Regions from separate parts of the Zea mays genome. Here region 1 is linked to region 2. Evidence: chromatin contacts called from public Hi-C data. All regions are on one chromosome and are shown on one strand. The core of a region is the stretch at or near the end of the contact, and the rest is flanking DNA. Distances in the headings are between cores, read along the strand shown. Region 1 holds the start of LOC100382453. Region 2 holds the start of LOC103650050.

Evidence for each region. Hi-C and Micro-C count contacts between places; a contact is called where the count stands out from the background.
Region 1: a contact with region 2 is called in a Hi-C map of leaf, with 6 times the contacts expected there. The contact joins the promoter of LOC100382453 here to the promoter of LOC103650050 in region 2. A contact is called at or near these places in 5 of 25 Hi-C or Micro-C datasets (bundle sheath, ear, endosperm and 2 more).

The regions. Positions count from the first base shown.
Region 1 is chr3:49,237,266-49,240,391 of Zm-B73-REFERENCE-NAM-5.0, reverse strand. LOC100382453 reads left to right here and starts at 1,845. Exons shown (of 3, transcript NM_001175194.1): 1 at 1,845-2,863; 2 at 2,958-3,050. The coding sequence starts at 1,856.
Region 2 is chr3:48,538,229-48,540,994 of Zm-B73-REFERENCE-NAM-5.0, reverse strand. LOC103650050 reads right to left here and starts at 1,371. Exons shown (of 2, transcript XM_008675718.4): 1 at 1,030-1,371; 2 at 537-1,027. The coding sequence starts at 1,071. The coding sequence ends at 797.

The sequences.
Region 1 (3,126 bases), core at 596-3,095, 700 kb before region 2:
CGAGGAATGGACACCCCGTGCGCCCCCCTGCTATTGCAGTTGCAGCACCGCCATGAAACAAGTCCCATTTAGCACCGTACCGTTGGTCGTCAGGTAGCAGCAGCCGGCAGATTAATTAAGCCGCGGAAATGTCAAACCATGCACGCGTAAGAGCAAGTTTAGTTATAATAATATAAGTTACAGTAAGGTTTATAATATTGCTATATCATGTAGCCAGCTAAAAGACTACTTATATTATATAATAACACTCTCATAATAAAAAAAATGTATATTTAATATTTAGTCCTGCCTTGAAGTCCGTGTGCATCTCACTTTTAGCTGGTTACTATTAGTGAGTAGCCCGCTTTTTCTTTCTTCGCTTCTTCTTTTTTTCTACCTCATCATAAATAAATCTGAAATGTCATCACTTACAGCATGTCTATATCAACTTATATTATACTTTAAGAACTATTGCCCCCTTTGCTTGAGCAGGACCAATGATTAGGTAGCTGTGGGCTGTGTGGCGTACAGGAAGGAGTACGTGTGTGGCGCGAGGGAGCAGAGTTTTGGGCGCGCTTTCGTAGCCGCACACGCACGGACGCACCTTTCTCTATCAGAGGAGCGTCCTCGGTGGTTGCGACCACCACCGAACCCCCGTACGTACGCTCAGCTCACACGTCTGGGCTGGATCCCCTGCCCAAAGCGGCTTTGATTGCCTCCCTTCCTTCAGCTTGCTACTAGTTCAGTAGTTCCCTTTCTTTTCTACCGCTTTGTTGCTTTTGCAGCAGCAAGATGCCCCCCCTTTTGGCTTTGCAGGAGCTGAGTTCCTGCCATGTGTCGCTGGGACTGCACCGGCGTCCAAGTCGCATGCCCATGGATGGATTCGGTATCAGCACGGAGTACATGATGCATGCGCAAGCTGTCAAGTGTAGCAGGGAAGCACGAGCTGCAGCAGTGTTCCCCCGCTGCTAGCTCATCATTCATTTGATGGATGGATTCGGTCCCCTCGTCCCCCCGATCGTCCAATCATTTAAATCTCTCCGTGCAAGAAATAGTGCGATACGATGGAGGCACGAAGTGCGTAGATTTCATCCTATGCCTACTGTATAAATTCATTCTGCATCCTGAAAGATCTTTCATACAAACCCCTAGTGATAGTAAAAGTAAGTAAACAAACAAGCTAGTAGTAAATATTCTACTCAATCTACAATAAAGGATGCCATGGCAGGTCCTTGCCAAAAAATATAATAGGATAAACAAAGATGTCAGGTTAACTAACTAACTATGGATCTTCAGGTTCGTCAAGCCCTAATTAATACTAACTTGTGTAGAAGTAGGAACAGAGGTTATTGCTAGGTGGAATCCGCGCATTGTAAAAATCACCTGACTCCTAACTAGGAGGGGAATATAAATCCAACAAGAGCACAAGGAACACACTGTGGCAAGCACAAGCTTGGGGGGCGGGCCGGTACAGAGCACTGCCTAGGCCGCTGTTGCACATTTTGCACGTCTCATCTGCTTGTCCATTTCCATCCAGGTCCCCCAGGGCAACAACTGTGCACCGCTCGCTGCCTTCTCTACCGTGACCGAGAGGGTGAGAGCTCCCAGCCCTTCCTCCTGTAGCCAAGATATATACCTAAAGGTTGAACAAGCAGCAGCAGAGGCAAAGCCGTTAGCCAATCTGCTGTTGCGTGTTGCACCGATCAACGTCGGTTCCCAGCGCTTGCTCGTCAAGCGTGTCCTGCTGCTGTTCTCTGCTCCTGCTTGCCGCGAGAGCTCCTCTCGCTCATCTACCCAAGGTCCTCTCGGCGCCGAGATGTGAGCTTATCTCTTGACCGGTTCTTGCTTCCTTGATACAGCGCTAGCTTATGCGTGCATGTGCGCTTGGTGCAGGTCCGACAGCAACGACTTCGTCGAGCTGCTATGGGAGAACGGCCAGGCGGTGGTGCACGGGAGGAGGAAGCAGCATCCCCAGGCCGCCTTCCCGCCCTTCACCTGCGGCGCGGCCAGCAGCAGTAGAGCTCAAGAAAACCAGCCGGGTACTACCGACCCGGTCTCGCTGTTCAAGACGGGAGGCCTCTTCGCCGACTTCTCGTCCGGCCTAGACGCCGCCCGTGGCAACGGTGACCTTGACGACACCGTGCCCTGGATCCACTGCCCCATCGTCGAGGAAGACAGCGCCGCACCCGCACCTGCCCTCGCGGAGGGCTACAGCCCAGATTTCTTCTCGGAGCTCCATGCAGCGGCGTTAGCAGCGGCGGCGGCAGAGACGAACCTCAGCCCTCTGCCACCACCGGTCCAGCACAACAGAAGCACCCCGGTTGCCACCACCAGCAGAGGACCAGAACCCTCGAAGGAAGCCCCGCGCATACCAGTACCAGGTCCAGGCAGCAGGCCCGAGCCACAATCTGAGTTCGCGGCCACCAGGAAACCTCGGCCGGAGAGCGGTGGAGAGGGATTGATGAACTTCTCCCTCTTCTCTAGGCCTGCAGCCTTGGTCCGGGCAAGCCTACAGAGGCCACCGCCACCGCAGACAGGCACTGACAAGGTGTCCAATGTCACCACGAGCACCCGCGTGGAGTCGACGGTTCTACAGTCGGCTAGTGGGCCAAGAATCGCCCCTGTGTTCACGGACCAGAGGACGGCGTGGTCACAATCCAAGGAGGTGCGGTTTTCATGCGCACCAGCGCTGGCGGCTGGTAACCTGCACCAGGATATGCCTCTGGGAAGACCTGGCAACAACATGACTCCCCAGGGGAAAATGGAGACCAAAAAGGCTTGTGAGGTTGCAGTCGCTACTCCATCGCTCTGCTCCGGCAATGGCGAGTCCTGGCGCGAACAAAAGAGGAAGAGTCAGGCCGAATGTTCTGCAAGTCAAGACGATGTAAGCAGAGGATCTGAGATAGGGAGTCGGTGGTATGTGGCTACGCACACCTTGTACTTACTGCTAACAATTCGTAAAAAATGGTTTTGTTCAGGATCTTGATGATGAGTCCGGTGGGATGCGAGGATCAGGCGGCAGAGGTACGAAGCGCAGCCGCACCGCGGAGGTGCACAATTTGTCCGAAAGGGTAAGCATGCAATCGGTCTCTGTACAGGCTCATTCCTGACTCTGAAGCTCGAGCTACCATTGAACTGATCGGACTG
Region 2 (2,766 bases), core at 122-2,621:
TTTTAGTTGAAGTTGTATACAATTCAACATGAGTCATGTTGGTTAGAGGGTGGAAGGCTAGGCATTCTGCTCAATAGATCCAAGATTCGATCCTAGGCAGCCATGATTTGATTTTTTTTCTGGACGGCTGAGATCGTAGAATGACAGAACACAAAAAGGCAGACTACTATTGCTAACTTAATAAGTAGTAGAGGTTTACATGATACATTAAGAAAGAGAAAAGGCACTACTAATTTTGAACATTGTCTGAAGCTGCAATTCTTTGCAGATAAACCTATAGGTCTCCACTTGTTGTATACTGAACATTAGACTATATGATGATGATAATACAAAACGTCCACCACGTGAGCAGTAGGGTCTGGTCTAGCAGCACGAGTATTTGTTCCTGTTTAATTCAAAAATAAACTAGCGGATGACAAATATTCGATAACGGAGTTAGTATATTTGAGGCTTGTTGTTGGAGAACCACGTTTTGTGTCACTTCTAAATAGATTAAATCGGTTTAAAAAAATATTGACCTTAGTTTAGGATCCTTCTTGGAGTTGCTTTTACCCGCAGGAGATTGCTTACATTGGCCTCCACGTCGAAGTATAGTTGTACATTCGGGCCGCCCAGCCCGGCCCGGCCCAAACCCGAAAAAACTCGGCACGTTTAATTTCGGGCCGGCCCGGCCCAGTATTAAATTCGGGCTGTGCCGTGCCGGCCCACGGCCCAGCCCATATTTCACTAAACATGCCGTGCTTTAAATGGGCGGCCCGAAATAAAAAATGGCGCAACCAAACGCCCGCACCGGGCCTCAGTCGCGCAGTACGACGGCGGGGTCCTTGGACGGCCCGAGGTCTCCCCCTGGGCAACCGGCGCCGGGATCGTCGGACGCGTCCCTCGCGGCGGTGGTGGCGGCGTCAGGGTCGGGGTCGCGGGCGGAGTCGATGGCCTCCTGAGCCTGGTCGAGGTAGGGCTTGAAGCCGACGCGGAAGGAGAGGTAGCCGAAGGCCACGGCGCCCAGCACCACCACCCCTGAGGCCCTGAGCGCATCGCGTTCTGCCGCGCCCGGCTCCTGCCCGCACTCATCGCCGACACGGACGCGCGCACCTGGTTTGGCCTCCTGTCGACCTGAGAAGACAGAACGGTGGATGGATCCCTGATCCTTCCCAGCCTCCCTGGATTGGACAAGTGCAGTGCGAGTCTGTGGACTGTGGGTGTGGGAGTGTTTTGTCTCTATAAAGTCTAAGCAAACAGCTAAGCTGCCTACTCGATCCGTTCCTTCTAATCTTTCCCTATCTTAAAAGTCACAGGTTATGGATGGAGCATGCCGGTGGCCGGTGCTGGATGGGAGTCGCCAGTCGGGAATCGGGATCGGCGGATCGGGACACGGGAGAAAACGGCGGCCGGGCAGGGACGTAGCACGTAGGGTTTCAGGTTAATGGAAATGGGCCGCGCGGTTGCGGCGCTTTAGGCCCGTCCCGCCGTCCGTCCGTGGACACACAGACAACGAGAATTTCAGGAGTGCGCTGCTATGAATTTCGGGCCTTTCGTGCCAGTAAACGGGCCAATTCGGATCTGCTTAAACGGACCGGGCTCGTGCCCGCCTGTGGGCCTCGGCGTCGGCCCAAGCACGGCCCGATACAAGTATACAACGGGCCGGGCCGGGCCGGCACGGCCCGAAATAATTTCGTGTCGTGCCGTGCTTGGGCCGAACTTTTTTTTCGTGCTTCGTGCCCGTACATTAGGTCCAGCCCAAATGTACACCTCTACGTCGAAGTACTTGCTCGTCACTTTGGCCTGCAGATCCACGGGCCACGGCTCTCTGTAGCGAAACACAGGCAGGCTGTCAACACGCACACGCGCTCGGTCTCTCGGGGAGCGCCGGCAGGTGCCCGTAACCGGACATACTGACGACGCGGGCGTCGCGGTGGCCGCCAAGCCACAGCGCGTGCGTAGCACGCCGCGTCTCGCCGTCGGCGGTGCCGGCGCAAGGACGGAGGGAGCGGACACGGCCGGCATGCACACCAAAGTTTTGTTTTGGTTTGGCTTCGCATATCGGTTTTTTTTTTGGATTGTTTTGGCCTATCGGATTAAATGGAGAAATCAAGAGGGAGTGGTGGGCCTCCGGAGTTAACTTGCGTGAACGCCTTTGTATGGCCTGTTGGGCTCCTTCCCACTCGACTACCCTTGTCTTTTCCTCTTTTCGGCCCGTAAAACTGGGCTACGGTTGTGTGTCCTTTTGTAGCCCGTGTGTAGCGCAAAAAATAATTATTTTGTCTCTCTCAACTATCGTGGAAGTTAGTCAGCCTTTTCACCCATATAAAATCAGATAGAAATTATCTCATCTTTGAAAATCAGGCACGTGACCATATGTCTGATTTTCTATATGTGTTTCCTTATTCTTTATGTTTATTTTGATCAAATCTTTAAAAAACCCAGACTAAATCATAGAAAATTCAATCTTGTTGAACTCCACATGAATAGATTAGATCTATGCTTTATGTAATTAGTTTATAGATGCAGTTTCTGCGGTCCAATTATATTGAAAATTTTATGGTACGCTAACTATTACATATTTGAGTTATAGTAAATAAAATCATGCTCATTGGATCATGTAATGCTGAATTATAGATTTAGCTAGGTTAATATTTGTTAAATAGTTTTAAAACAATATTTAAAAGTGTGTAAAATAGAAAATATGTGCTCTCTATGTAGTGTTACTATATGTTATATTATATGTAAACGCATCTAGGTCCCTTGTTGGGTTTTGGTGTTTAATTA